Regions from separate parts of the Mus musculus genome. Here regions 1 and 3 are each linked to region 2. Evidence: chromatin contacts called from public Hi-C data. All regions are on one chromosome and are shown on one strand. The core of a region is the stretch at or near the end of the contact, and the rest is flanking DNA. Distances in the headings are between cores, read along the strand shown. Region 1 holds the start of Emb (embigin). Region 2 has its middle 25 kb from the start of Parp8. Region 3 has its middle 25 kb from the start of Emb.

What was found. A called contact is a pair of places that touch in the nucleus more often than the background predicts.
Region 1: a Hi-C map of effector CD8 T cells shows a contact between it and region 2, with 2.9 times the contacts expected there. The contact joins the promoter of Emb here to the enhancer-like site in region 2. A contact is called at or near these places in 6 of 484 Hi-C or Micro-C datasets (CD8 T cells, LSK cells, effector CD8 T cells and 2 more), 6 of 115 datasets of contacts at active chromatin or transcription factors (CD8 T cells, bone marrow-derived macrophages, effector CD8 T cells and 3 more) and 3 of 9 other capture datasets (adipose tissue, liver and pancreatic islet).
Region 3: a Hi-C map of granulocyte-monocyte progenitors shows a contact between it and region 2, with 4 times the contacts expected there. The contact joins two enhancer-like sites. A contact is called at or near these places in 1 of 15 datasets of contacts at CTCF or cohesin (CD8 T cells), 16 of 484 Hi-C or Micro-C datasets (B cells, CD4 T cells, DN3 thymocytes and 13 more), 3 of 115 datasets of contacts at active chromatin or transcription factors (bone marrow-derived macrophages, effector CD8 T cells and microglia) and 2 of 9 other capture datasets (liver and pancreatic islet).

What each region holds. Positions count from the first base shown.
Region 1 is chr13:117,219,304-117,223,717 of GRCm38.p6, reverse strand. It overlaps Emb (embigin), which reads right to left and starts at 3,145. Exons shown (of 9, transcript NM_010330.4): 1 at 2,761-3,145. The coding sequence starts at 2,869.
Region 2 is chr13:117,048,443-117,053,097 of GRCm38.p6, reverse strand. It overlaps the pseudogene Gm29767. Among named protein-coding and RNA genes, the nearest start is that of Parp8, 25 kb to the right of the region's middle. Within about 2 kb of position 1,492, at least 36 of the 459 cell types and tissues checked have an H3K27ac peak or open chromatin away from gene starts, as enhancers often do. A contact at or near this core is called in CD8 T cells, bone marrow-derived macrophages, effector CD8 T cells and 6 more, where this site is marked.
Region 3 is chr13:117,193,316-117,198,100 of GRCm38.p6, reverse strand. No RefSeq gene overlaps it. Among named protein-coding and RNA genes, the nearest start is that of Emb, 25 kb to the left of the region's middle. Within about 2 kb of position 1,955, at least 86 of the 459 cell types and tissues checked have an H3K27ac peak or open chromatin away from gene starts, as enhancers often do. A contact at or near this core is called in CD8 T cells, bone marrow-derived macrophages, effector CD8 T cells and 2 more, where this site is marked.

The sequences.
Region 1 (4,414 bases), core at 1,896-4,395, 170 kb before region 2:
TTGAAAAACCAGGGCATCGGGTTAAGGCACAGGGTGGCAAGCCTCATGACCTGAGTTCAACTCCCAGGACCCTTGAGGGAGAAACAACTCGTCTCAAGTTGTCCTCTCATGATCACATGAGCATTGCCAAACCCACAAATGAGCACACATGTATTTGCATCCACAAAATAAAGAAAACGACAAAAATTTCAAGAAAGAACCTTGAAGAAGCCAGCGACTCACTCCCCTGGGCCTTACCTTTGACCTCATTCCAAGACTCAAAAAAATGCACATGTGGTTTCACACATACAGACTCACACAGGTAGGTGCAGTGATCTCTGAGAGAGCTGTGTTTAAGAAAACGGGCTATGGAGGGAGACTCACTTTAAACCTTCTGCTTTACTACTAAACTAACTCCACGCACTAGGCAATTGCTTAACTGACTGCCCAACTTCCTCTTTGGAAAATCAGGGAGGGGCTGGAGACATGGCTCAGCGGTTAAGAGCACTGACTGCTCTTCCAGAGCTACTGAGTTCAATTCCCAGCAACCACGTGGTGACTCACAACCATCTGTAATGAGATCTGATGCCCTCTTCTGGTGTGTCTTTAGACAACTACAGTGTACTCATATAAATAAAATAAATAAATCTTTTAAAAAAAGAAAGAAAGGAAATCAGGGAAAATAAAGTCTAATCCATCAGGCTACACACTGCACAGTGCAGTGCCTCTGACACTGTATTAGTACAGTAACTTACATTATTGATATTGGCCCCCAAAAATCTTCTTTTAGCAGAACACCTATTTCTAAATAGTCCAAAGTATAAAGACATAAGCACTCAATAAACCTTGCTGTATTGCTTTAGTAAAGACAATGTTGAATCTCATTCAAGTTAATACTGAATCTAGGAAGAGTTGTAGAGGCCTCACCACTTTATTTATCCTTTCATCTATCCATCTAGCTATTTGTTTTTATGTATATGAGTGTTTTCCCTACATCTATGCCCATGCCCAAGGAGGCTAGAAGAGGACGGATCCCCTGGGACTGCAGTTACAGATGGTTGGAAGCTGCCAAATGGATGCTGGGAATTCAGATACCAAGGCATTCAAATTTTGTAACTTTCGTCTGAGCTGAGTCTTCCAAGGAAGTCCCACGTTCCCCTGACTTTCAGCACGTTTATTTACAGCTTCATCTGCTTCCAAGTTTCTTCTCTATAGAAGCCAGGGGGGTACATTAACTTCAACCTGACGTCAGCAACAATACACCCTTGGGTCCTCTCGTGATTTTTGCCTGCTTTGACTCACACTGAGAATTTTTCCAAACTGCTAATGTCCAGGCTGACTTCTATGCTAAAAGAATCAGTTGTTTCTAGGGCAAGACCTGGAGATCGGTCTTTTTAAAGCTCTTGGGGAAAAAGTTCCCACCACTGCCAAGTGGAGAAGGCAAACTTCTAGAACTAACCCAAGAGACACTGAATCTCAAAACAATAGTGTAGGCTGGATTTGTAGTTCCAAGGTGGAGGTGCTTCTGTCCACGCAGGCCCACGCTCACGGAAAGGAGGAAGACAACAGCAGAGGGAAGTGCAGAGGGAAGAAAGAAGGAAGGGGGAAGGAGGAAGAAAGGAAGAGAGGGGGAGGGAAGGAGCTGGGAGCGGAAAGGGGAAGCGGGGAGGCAAAAGAAGCGAGTTAGAAAAAGAGGCTATATTTTTCAGAAGCATATGATAAATGATGCATGGAAGAGGACCGAAGAACCAGGTTCGCCTGGTAAGGTCATGTCCTAAACTATTATGATGGAAAACATGTGGAACAAGAAAATCTAGGGACTAGAAGAATCCAAGTTAACAGTGTGTGTGTGTGTCCTTTTGACCATTTTCTTTTATACTATGTTTAACCAATCTACATGCTATAACCTCATGGAAATAATTTATAATAGCGCAAAACCTTGTGTGGAATAATGTCTGGATTTAGTTCCCAGTAAAGCCAGTCTTTCAACTGCTTAAGAAAGTTAGTGGTGACTTAAATGGGAGCTAACCTGCCACAGACACAGGAACTTGCACTGAAAAGCATTGGATCGCTTGCAACACATAAAGTATAAAAAGGTGAGTTAAGGTGGCAAAATAGATCTTGACCCGGTAATGTTTTTCACGGAAATCCTTCTGTCCGCATGCCGTAAACACGCAACCCAACACCCTTGAAAAATGTTTTGTTTTTATAAAGATTGTTATGAAAAGACAACACACACGTCTAATTTTCTTATCTGGGCTTGTTTGAGTTGGCTGGCTATCGCGATTTTTACCCTCTGCTCTAAAAATCATACTCAATTTCAACACCTGCCAGGAGGAAAGGTGATACGAGAGCCTCGCTGTGGCTCTAATGAAGGGAGCCGGCCTCGCGGAATGTGGACTCATAATCATGCCACACTAGCAGAAGCCCCCAGTCTCCCCCGCACAAACCCACGCACTCTATTTGCCCACTTCCTAGGAAAAATCCGACCCTGTCTCACTACCAGCTCCCAGGATCAAACTGAGCTTTACTGGGACGGGATCATCCCTATACCCGGCGGATGCGGAGCCACCCGGGCTCCCACGTTTCCTCCTTGGGTAACCCGCGCCCAGCCAATGAAAGGCCACCCCCCTCTCCGCTCCGTAGCCGCCTGCGCCTGCATCCCCGCGGCCCCTGCGCGAGCGGCAAGGGATGTCGTCGGGCTGGAGGGTCGCCGCCACTGAGCCTCTTCCGGTGAACCCAGAGCCCTCCCCGCGCCAGCCCCCCGAACCCCCCAGGTACCTGTGGGATCGCCCTCAGCCGGATCAGGGCGCGTCGCCGCCAGAAGACATAGAAGGAGGAGCGGGTAACCAGGCGCCACAAGCGCCCTCAGGCCAGTGTGCGAGCGCATGGCGCGGGCGGGTCTGTCCAGGAGGTCGCTAAGGCACCCTCAGCTCGCTGCGATCCGTCTCCGTTGGTCCCTGTGTACACTTGCTGGTAACTGGGCGCCCACTGCCAGTCCTGGGGACAGGACACTCGAGAATAAACCGAGTGGGAGGGGCCCGGCCGCCCTGGCCTCCACCCCCGAGACGCTCCCAGCGCAATTGCGCCGGCCTTCCATCAATTATGCAGCCCGCAGCCCGCTACCGGCGCGCCCGGATGTGCTGTGCAACCTCGGCGCCGAATCCTCTCCCGCCCCCACCCTCTGGCTAACACAGGTTGGGGAGGGACCTAGCTCCTGGAGCCAGCCAGGTGTGTGTACCCCATCACCTCCCGGAGGGGTTGCAACTCCCCACAGAGTGTTCTTTCCATCCGTTGGATGGGTTCACACATTTACTTTGATGTGACAGGTGAAAAGGACCGGATAGTTCTGCTCCTATACATCTTTGGATGTGCAAAGGTTTCTTCTTACCAGACCGAGGGCGCTATTCAGTGCCCCCAAGCCCGGTACTTAAATTAATGTTTCTCAGAGCTTTCTATTAGTCGTGCATACCCTCCCCCTCTGAAGGTTTGGCCAGTTCCCTCCGGATTAAGATTTCAGAGTCCCTAGGCCCCACAGTGTGTTTCCCTTTGTTTGCTTGCGGCAACAGCTCTCCTGGCGCCAAAGAGCTCACCAAACAAAAACTAAGTTAAGGGGATTCTGTGTAAATGGCAGAAGGCCATTCATCTTTGTCAAACATTGTGGAATACAATGTTATCTCTTACCCACGCGGGGCCGGAGGTTGAAGTTTCTTACTCTCCTATCAAATAAATTGAGATAGTTCAAAACAATTGTTTTCCTATTCAGCGGGAAAGGCGTCTAGGTTAAAACTAGTGAGCCTTAAATCCGGGGCACTCAGCAAGCCCTACTTAGTAGCCCTTTGTCCCTTAGGAACCTCCACTCAGGTAAAACTGAAGGAAGGAATTAAAGAATGATGTGGTATGAAGCAGAGCTGGAGTTAATTAAAAAGAGGGTTTTCTCAGAGTAGATTTAAATATGAGGGCTAATAACAATAAGACACATCCAAGACCAGGTGCATGGGTTTCAGAGCTGTGTTTTAACAGTAACCATAAAGACCATTTTGGTGGCTCCCAAGTTACAACTCAAAGGGGCTGCTAAGAGCCCCTCCCCCCATCCCTCCTTTTTGTAGGGTGGCTACAGGGGCGCCTTTCGTGGAGTTACAGTCTGATAAGATCAAAACATGGACTGCAAGCGTTCTACCGGATAGTTAAGACATTTCCTTTTGTTGTAAATGGGGTTGCAGGTGAGATTCCTGGAAAACTGTGGGCTTATACATGGAGAAGAAGAAAAGTCATGTCATTTACGCTGAGGGCATTAAACGCGACCCGTAGCAATTTTTACCTTTTTGTTTGAGGTCTCTATGAAGATAATAGTGTCTCTGTGTAACACAGCAAATACTAGTTGTGATGGAATGCTTGCCTGAGGTGGGGGCAGGTCTATTATTATTATTATTAT
Region 2 (4,655 bases), core at 243-2,742:
CCCACAAAAAAATTTACAGTTGAGGCAGAGTCTTTTTGTCTGCCCAAGAGCTGTTTCTGATTCCTATCTGTTATCTGTTTAGGAGCTGGTTGGGCACAGTTGATGAATCAACCATTGCCCATTTCCCCTTTTTTGTGATTTCCTTAGAGGCCGGTTCTATTTCTGATCTCAAAGACAGAAAAGGAAGTAGCCTGAGAACTTCTGGGAAAGAGTTTGCTCCTTACACAAATGAAAGAAGCTTTATTGCCCACCTTTCCTGCCTCCCCTCTAACGTGCAAATAAATATCGACAATCTTAACTGTTGCAGCTACAAACCATGAGGAGATGAACTTCATGATGAAACCAGCTGGCCAGGAAGCCAAAGCAAAGGAAGGAAGACATCAGGTTTCAAAGACAGCATCAAGCCACAAACAACCCCAAGGCAAGGAATTTTAGGATTTCTCATTAAATACCATGATATCAGTAAAGTGGCCTTCTCTTCTTTCTTCTTTCTTTACTCCTCTTCGTTATCTGTGGTGTTTGGGATGAAACCCAATATATTCACCAAGACTTCATGACTGATCTCCTTCCCAGCCCATTAGTAAGGATTTCTGTTTCATCCAAACACATTTTTTTTTTTTTGCTTGCAGTGTTTTGATTTGATTTGGTGTTGTGATTTTATTGAGAGAGGATCCTGTATTCTGTAGTTCAGCCTGTCCCCAAACTCATAGTACTCTCCCTACTGCATCTTCCCAAGTGCTTGGATTACAGGCATAAGCCATCACATCTGGACTTCTCTGTTTTGCATTAGTCCTGTCTTGTTATATTAACTTTATTCTGGGTAGCCTTTTATTGCATTATAATTGTATCACATTCATTTCTATTACGATGTTTCTATTGATAGTCCCATTATTTAATAACCCCATGGTTGCCTTTTCTTGTATAATGTAACCTTTTAGCATAATATATTTAAAAATTGTGTTCTTTTGTGTGTGTGTGTGTGTGCATGTGCATAGGAGTGTTGTCATGGGTGTGGACATGTGAGGCCAGAAGTCAACATCAGGTGCCTTTTCCAATCTACTTCTGCTTTCTCCATCTTATGTACTGAGGCAAGATACCTCGCATGAACCTAGAACTTGCTGATTCCGCTGTCTGTCTAGTCAGCTTGCTCTACAGATCCCAAGGTCTGGGATTACAGTTGTGCCACCACACCCACCTGATATTTCTGTGGCTTCTAGACATCTAAACCTCTGATCCCCAACTTGTGTTACCAAGTCATTTTATCCACTGAGCCATCTTCCCAGCCTTAGCTCTAATATACATTCTTCATACTGATGGTATGGGACAGACAAAATACATCCACCAAATTGGTGATTTTTGATATACTGCCACCCAAAGCTTTAGGTGTGAGTTTTGATGCTTTGATGTCTCTAGATTCTAGAGATTTCAATTTCTTCACCTAGTCGCTCCTTTGTGGCTTATAACGCTGCTGCCACCCTTTGTGGCTATCAAGATGAAGAGAATGATTTCTAACTGGTTCAGATTGCTGTGCTCTTTGGTTTGTCTTGGTAGACGTCAGTCTCTGACTATGTAACTTTTTTTTTTTTTTAGAAATAACTCTTGGTTTGGTCCTAGTCATCATAGAAACTCAAGTTCTAGCAACAGAACAAAACATAGTGGCAGAAGCTGCTGACCATGAAGGAACCCTAGCAAGTCAACTCTCCGATCCCTTGAGAAGATGGGAATGACTTGTACAGACCTGTGTCTTCCAGGGAGATGTCCTATGGTCAGGTGTAAAGCTGGTGCCTAAGAACTTGTCTAGATGATTAAGGGAATGGAAGGAAAAAAAATAGAAAGATTGTTGACAAGATTGGTAGAAAGGATGTGGATAAACCTCTAAGAATGATTCAGTTCTCTCTCTCTCTCTCTCTCTCTCTCTCTCTCTCTCTCTCTCTTTCTCTCTCTCTCCTCCCCCCCCACCCCCACCCCGCCACCGGTTTCTTTGCAACTTCACCAATGGATAAGCCAGGATGCTCACCTTTGATTTTGGGGCGGTACTCAGAACAGAGCAAGAAGAAGACCGAAGGAGGCCTCTTGGGCGAATTGGGGTCCTTGAACTTCTTTTTGGTCTCCCCTTTGAGGAGGGGGGATGTAGGTTTTCATTTCTCTTTCATAACGAGCCTTGTCAGCTTTTGCCATGTCTTCAAATTTCCCCTTTTCTTTAGCAGACATGGTCTTCCATAACTCTGAGCACTTCTTGGAGAACTCTGAGAAGTTGACAGAAGCATCCGGGTGCTTTTTCTTGTGCTCCTCCTGGCAGGTTTGCACAAAGAACGTATATGAGGACATTTTGCCTCTCGGCTTCTTAGGATCTCTTTTGCCCATGTTTAGTTGATTTTCCTCCGCAAGGCACAGAGTCTCCCAGTGCCTATCAGGCTCTCGCTTGCCCCAGTGCTGTCTCTATGGAGATCAATGTACTGCAATGGCTGTGAGAGCGGGAGCCAGACGCAGCCTCCTCACTCTCTCCGCTCTGTAACTGTCTGTCTCCATTTCTTAAGGGCAGTGATGAGAAAATCCAAATGGCGGAGCAAAGCATCTCCCTTTATGGGACATGAGGAGCAGGGTGAGGAAGAACCTGGATTTTACCTCCAAAGGCTCATCTACCCCTACTTCCGGTCACTTTCTTCCTCCATCCAGATTTCATCACCTGAGCCCTCTATCCTCTCCTCACCAGACAGGAACCAGGACTTTAAAAAAGAAAAATAATAGATGTTATTTATTCTTTGTGGATGTCATCCACGCAACAATGTGGTTTGACCATACTTGGCCCCAACCTGTTCTTCAACATCCCTGGGATCCTCCACCCCACATTCCTTTCCAACTTTAAATCCTCTTTAAGATTATTTGTTTATAACCTCTGAGTCTAAAGGACCAAGGTTTTTGAACACATGAACCTGTGGTGTATATTTTCAATTTAAATGTGTGTGTGTGTGTGTGTGAGAGAGAGAGAGAGAGAGAGAGAGAGAGAGAGAGAGAGAGAGAGAGAGAGAAAGAGAGAAAGAGAGAAAGAGAGAGGCAGATAGACAGACAGAATCAGGGACAGAGCAGAGAGAGTCTGTAACTGGACATGGTGGCACAACCTGTAATCCCAGCCCTTTTAGGAGTTCAAGGCCTGCTTTAAAATCTTTCTATCTTATTACATTTATGTATGTGAGCATGCATGTGTCTGTATGTCTACTTGCCTACTGGTATGCACCTGCCATGGTATGTGCATGCTTCAGTGTAAGTGTGGAGGTCAAAGGGCAAGTTGAAGGAGTTAAGTTCTCTCTTTTCATTATATGGGCGCTGGGGAGTGAATTCAGGTCACCATGGCTTGGCATCAGGTATCTTTACCCACTGTGTCTCTGGCTTTAATCACCGGCACTCACTCTCTCTCTCTCTCTCTCTCTCTCTCTCTCTCTCTCTCTCCCTCCCTCCCTCCCTCCTTCTCCCTTCCTTCCTTCCTTTCTCTTCTTATTTATTTTTAAGGAATAAACAGTGGCCAAAGCAAGATCATATCACTAGGTTATCAGCACATAGATGCAACTTTGATTAGCGGACTTTTTTAGCTGAAGCCAAATGGCCATTCATGCTAAACCGCTGGTAAAGAAGTAAGAAGGTAGGATTGATGTTTGTGTCCTTCTGTTGTCTTGCACATAGCTATAGAATCCAATACTTCCCAGTCTTCCATCTGCTCTTTTATCCACCTCTTTCATACAGGGCATGCTAGGAATGGTTAAGTATCAAGGCAGTACAGTGATGGACTTAGAGAAATGAACCTTTTGATTCAGGGTCTTACGTAGCTCAGTTGGCCTCAGATGCCCCATGCAGTTGAGGATGACTTTGGATTCTCGATTCTCCAGCTCCCACCTCTCAGCTGCCAGCATCCCTGGCATGTGTTGACATACATTGCCAAGTCACTCAGAGTTCTTGAATTTGGAGATGATGTTCAGTTACAAGGGGAAAAAAATTGGTTTCTTTCTGTTAGGAGAAAGTTTGGGTCTTTCATGTTTAGTTTAAAAGGAAAGGTCTGTATAGTTATTGAGCAAACCAAAGCAAGAATATCTGTTTTCATTTGAGGCTTTTTTCTTTCTGAGGAATTCCCTAGTGCACCAGTTTAGAAAACGCCGCCTGCTTTAGAAGCTAAAATGCCAAATGCTAGCTTCCCCAGCCTCCTTTGCAGCTAGGGTACAAACATATGATTTCAGTTTTGTCAATCTGTTTGCCAGTACTGCATTTTGACTTGGGAATTAATAAAAATGAAACAGATTCAGTTATGCTTTCTCTGTTTCTTGTGCAGGCAGTGTAACAGCTGCTAAAGTATCTGTTGTCTCAAGAACAAGTGGGAGTTGTAAGGGTGGTTTAGCAGTTGGCTTAGGATTGAGCAAGCCTCACAGTTGCTGTTCTGCGGGCTGCTTGCTTCTCACTGGTGGTGGGGTGGTTTCCTCGCTAGGTTTGGGGGTGCACTTCCTGGCTGCTTAGTTTTGAGTCTGGCTCCGGAGCCATTTCAATAGTTCCACAAATGACTAAATATGTTTGTGGTAAATGTATTTACTGCGGAAGTCGGACACATCGGCTCCTGCACGTTTGACATTTAGAAATTCAAGATAGGGCCAACAAAAAATGGCTTAGTGGGT
Region 3 (4,785 bases), core at 706-3,205, 140 kb before region 2:
GGCTACATAATGAGACCCTGTCTCAAAAACAAAAATAAGACAAGTGAACCAGACGTAAAGGTACCTTCTGTCCTCCTCTGCATCTTTCTTCTGCCCCGTTCTATGGTTGAATTTGTGGTGAATTTGACAGTTTACCTCAAATCCTCTTGACTTATCTCTTTCAAACACAAGTACCTTTTACTTAAGAATTTTGCATTGACCCTATCTAGACTTTTGTGGTGCTCTGCATGAGACTGGGGTCACAGATGCAACCAGTGAGCACCCTACCACTGAGCTATACCACCACTCTCTCATTTACTAATAGTTCCATTTCCTAGCTCAAATTAGAACTAGGAGGGGGGTGTAGCAGCCTAACACACACATAAGCAACACTATTAACCAATCTGATTATTTAGATCAGTTGGAGGAAATATTTTGTAGCTGTATGGAATTCCAAGAGATCTAGCCCATGTTGGTGTTCTGCATGCGAAGCAGTTGATACAAGACAAAGATCAGAGATGCCAAAGTCTTACATGAAACTTTTATCTCCATCTTCACAATGAGGCTGTGTGGAATTTTATCTCTGTCTTTGCAGTGGAGCACTAGGGGAGGAATGAGGGAGGACGGCATTCCCCCGCCATCAGGAATGAAATGTCAGTTTTTACTGAAATACTCTTCTGTGCAGAGAGTTTTATGCCAAAATAATAGTTCATGTTATGATTTAAATGTTTTGTTAGTTTAAGAAAAACTATAAGATGTAAAAGTTACATAAAACGAATTCCTCTCTACGCCTAGCTATGTGGGCACTTGTAATGACAGCCTCACTTCTGTTCGTTGCTGCAGAGGAAGACATGCTAGGTTTCAGATCCTGTAGATGCTCTTGCCGGGGCGATATTGTGGCAAAGTAAACAGATGGGCAGAACTCTAATCTAAGTTCTGATAAATGCAACTTTGTTTCCATTCTCAAAGATGAATGGTTGCCAGAGCGCCTGTTTAGTTAATAAACATGGGCAGTGCTTGTTAAAGGATTCAACGAAAGGGTAAGATTTGCCCTCAGATTCCTGCAAAGAAGAAAAGGAGCAAAACTGGAGGAATCAGATAAAAAGGGGAGCCTCCTCCTGGAGATGGCCTGCCCCGCTGGAGGGGCCGGCTCACACATTAGGAGGGTTGGGGAGCTAGCGGTCCTGAGCTTCAACCCTGTCATTTGCTTTTTTTGAGAAACTGAAACCCATCTCTTACGGTTAAAAAAAATATACATCTACCAGTGCTGTGGAGATCAAGACAAAAGTTTAGCATCAATGTAAATTATAAAATGCAAAACAGAAATGTTTGGTGTAATGGTTAGTACTGTTTTTTTTAATCGATTTTTTTATTTTTATTATTACTTTTTTATTTTTATTTATTTATTTATTTATTTTTGGTTTTTTTTGAGACAGGGTTTTGAGACAGGGTTTCTCTGGCTGTCCTGGAACTCACTCTGTAGACCAGGCTGGCCTCGAACTCAGAAATTCGCCTGTCTCTGTTTCCTGAGTGCTGGGATTAAAGGTGTGCGCCATCACGCCCGGCTCTATATTTTAACTTTTATGGATTATACAAAAACAGTATTTTTTTCCCAACTGACTTGTGTGTGTGTGTGTGTGTGTGTGTGTGTGTGTGTGTGTGTGTGTGTATGAGAGAGAGAGAGAGAGAGAGAGAGAGAGAGAGAGAGAGAGAGAGAGAGAGAATGCCCCCATTTGGAGCTTTTTTTGTGCTGGAATTTAGAAAGATTGCTAAGTCAATCCCAATGGGTTAAGACAAAGGTTTACTGGCAAAATTTGTAAAAATGCATGGTCATCAAAAAGCAAAACCCAGGTCACCACTCTCTGTGTCCCTCCCCACCCCTCCCTCCAGTATCTCTCGTTCTTATACAGAGACGTGCACTACAGTCCAGAGGCCTCCTGCAGCGTACAGCATAGCTTCACCATTCCGGAAGTGCCTACTCACTGTTGACAGGAAGTAAATTTTTGTTTTTGGTAGTGGAATAAAAGCTTGCCTGTTAACACACGCTTTGGGGTTGGGGGACCAGCATGTACTGGAGTTGTCGTAGTTAAGGACCTATCAAAAGAGCTATGTCCACGGAAAGCAGGATCTAGACCCAGCTACTTTCAGACTGAGATGGCCCAGAGGGTGAAAGGCAAAGCTCAAACAAGGGCGTGTGTGCTGACCAGTTTAGGTTCCTCATTGGTCACCTCGAGGCGGATGCCCCCTCCTGTCCCCAGGGGAGGTGTTGGGGATTGGTCTTCAGACTTGGAGGTGTGGGTTGCCAAGATTAGTAACATCAGTTTGTGTGGCCCTCTGAGAAGCTGAAACACAAGCCGAGAGTGGAATGAAATTACTCATCAGATCAGCACAGGGTTGAGAGTGAATGTACAGGTTGGTTCTGGACTACGACAGATGGCTTCATAGAGACGCTGTAGGCTGAGTACTGAGAATTCTCCAATCAGAGCTGTTGCCTTAATTCTCAGTGTGGACTTGTACAGCATTTCAATGTGTTCTAAGGTTACAAAATGATTAAAATAAAGGTTTTATACAACTAAAGGTTTCTGTTTTTCAGGTTTATTATTAGTATCATTAGCATTTGTGCCCACAGAGGTTCCCCCAGATGCCAGAAGAGGACATCGGATTCTTTGAATCTTGAGTTACCGGGGATTGTTCTGCCCCAAACGTGGTTGATGGGAACCAAACTCATGCCTAACAGCTGAAACATCTCTCCAACCACCACTAAATAATCCTGAATAAGAATGAAACAGCTAAACTGAGCGGAGGTGTTGCACGCCTTTAATCCCAGCACTCGGGAGACTGAGGCAGGTGAATCTCTGAGTTTGAGGGCAGCTTGGTCTATAGAATGAGTTCCAGGATGGCCAGGGATACATAGAAAAACCCTCTCTCCATAAACAAACAAACAAACAGATAAATATAATAAAACAACTAAAGATTAGCAAATACCAGAGAGAGAGAATCTCAAATGAAAAGAGAAAACAGAGCAAACAAGCAAACAGAACCCTCACTGGTTATATGTAAAGAAACCTAAAGTCCTTACTCTGATCTAAAGCCCCCCTCGCCATGTGGCTGCTTCCTGCTGTGGGCTGACCTCTGTGCCTAACTCAATGACATGGCTCTCCTAGTTAAACTCCTTCCCATTTTTTTTTTTCTCTAAAAACAAGAAAAAGAAAAAAAGAAAAATGAGGTTAAGAAGCTCTCCGAAGAGAGAAAAAGATGAGAAAGCATCGGTGGCTGAGAACCCCACATCCAAAGAGCAGAAGTCCGAGGGAGTCAGAGAAAGCTCAAGGAGAAAGGAAGTCAGGGAGGAAATGTCAGCATTAACTAAAGGTAAGAAAATGTAGGCAGACATATTCCTGGTTCCAACCAGGTGGAGAGAGACAGGTGTACACTGATATCCTGTGAAACTGTAAGAATATAGACGCCAGAAGGAGGGGAGGAGGGAAGGGAGAGAGGAGGGGAGGGAGAGAGGAAGGGAGGGAGGGAAAGAGAAGGCAAGAGATGAAGGGAGGAAGGGAAGGAAGGAAGGAAGGGAGGGAGGGAGGGAGGGAAGGAGGGAGGGAGGGAGGGAGGAAGGAAGGAAGGAAGGAAGGAAGGAAGGAAGGAAGGAAGGAAGGAAGGAAAGAAGGAAGGAAAGATAGTGACATCATAAGAAATTTAAAATGGCTGCAACTTTGTTTGCTTTTTCTCAGACAAGGACTCTCTACTTAGTCCTGGCTGTGCTGGAACTTGGCATGTAGACCAGGCTAGCCTTGAGGTTATACAGATCTACCTGCCTCTGCCTCCCAGATGCTGGTATTAAAGGTGTGTCCCACTACGCTTGGCTCCTTATTTGCTTTTTGAGACACTCTTAACTCTGTAGACCAGACGAGGATAGATCTCACTATGTAACCCAGGCTGGCCTTGAGGTCACAACAATCCTCCTGCCTCTAGCTATTGTATGTTAAGTCAGGTATGACCAGCACCTCCCAAGTTTCTAAACAGAAAAAAAAAAACAAACAAACAAAACAAAAAAACAAACAAACAAAAAAACCTGGCTCCAACATTCTGAAAGAAAAAAATATTTCCTCCCTTGGCCCTACTGAAATGTCTATTAATATGAAGACCAAATAAAAACATATTAAATCAAGAACTATCTAAAAAACTGTATATTTCAAGAATCTTTTCCCTGAGGATCTACTGGAGAATGTCTTCCACAAAATCAAAGTAAATCAAATTAAGTGGAATGCCGTGGGGGCGGGAATTGTCAAGATGATGAAGGAGGACATTCCAGGGAGTCAGGTTCCCCCCATCAGGCTGCAGGTGGGAGACTCCGTCTCTCATGGCTGTGCCTTTACCCTGTCTCATCCACCTGACCTGCTGATTCACTGAGGCAAAAGAGGCTTTAAATTGAGTAAGAGGAAGTTGGAGGCCGTGAGCAGGAGATCCAAACCACAGGAAAGGCAAAGTGAATTCAACAACTTATGACAAAAAAAGAGAAGCCCTTGATTGACAGTTGTGTGTTAGGTTAGATTACAAAGGGCCCTGACAGGAGAGGTGACACCTCCAGAAGACTGGAAGAGAGAAGACCATTAGGGAAGGGGGAGGAAGAAGAGGAGAATAGCGACAGATGCTTGCACATGAGAGTGTGTGCACACACACGCACATACATGCACGCACACAGCTGCACACACAGGTGCACACATGCATGCACACACATACACACATGTGTACATGCAGAACAGCAAGAGAAAGGTATGACATATGATGATTTTATGTGTACACTAG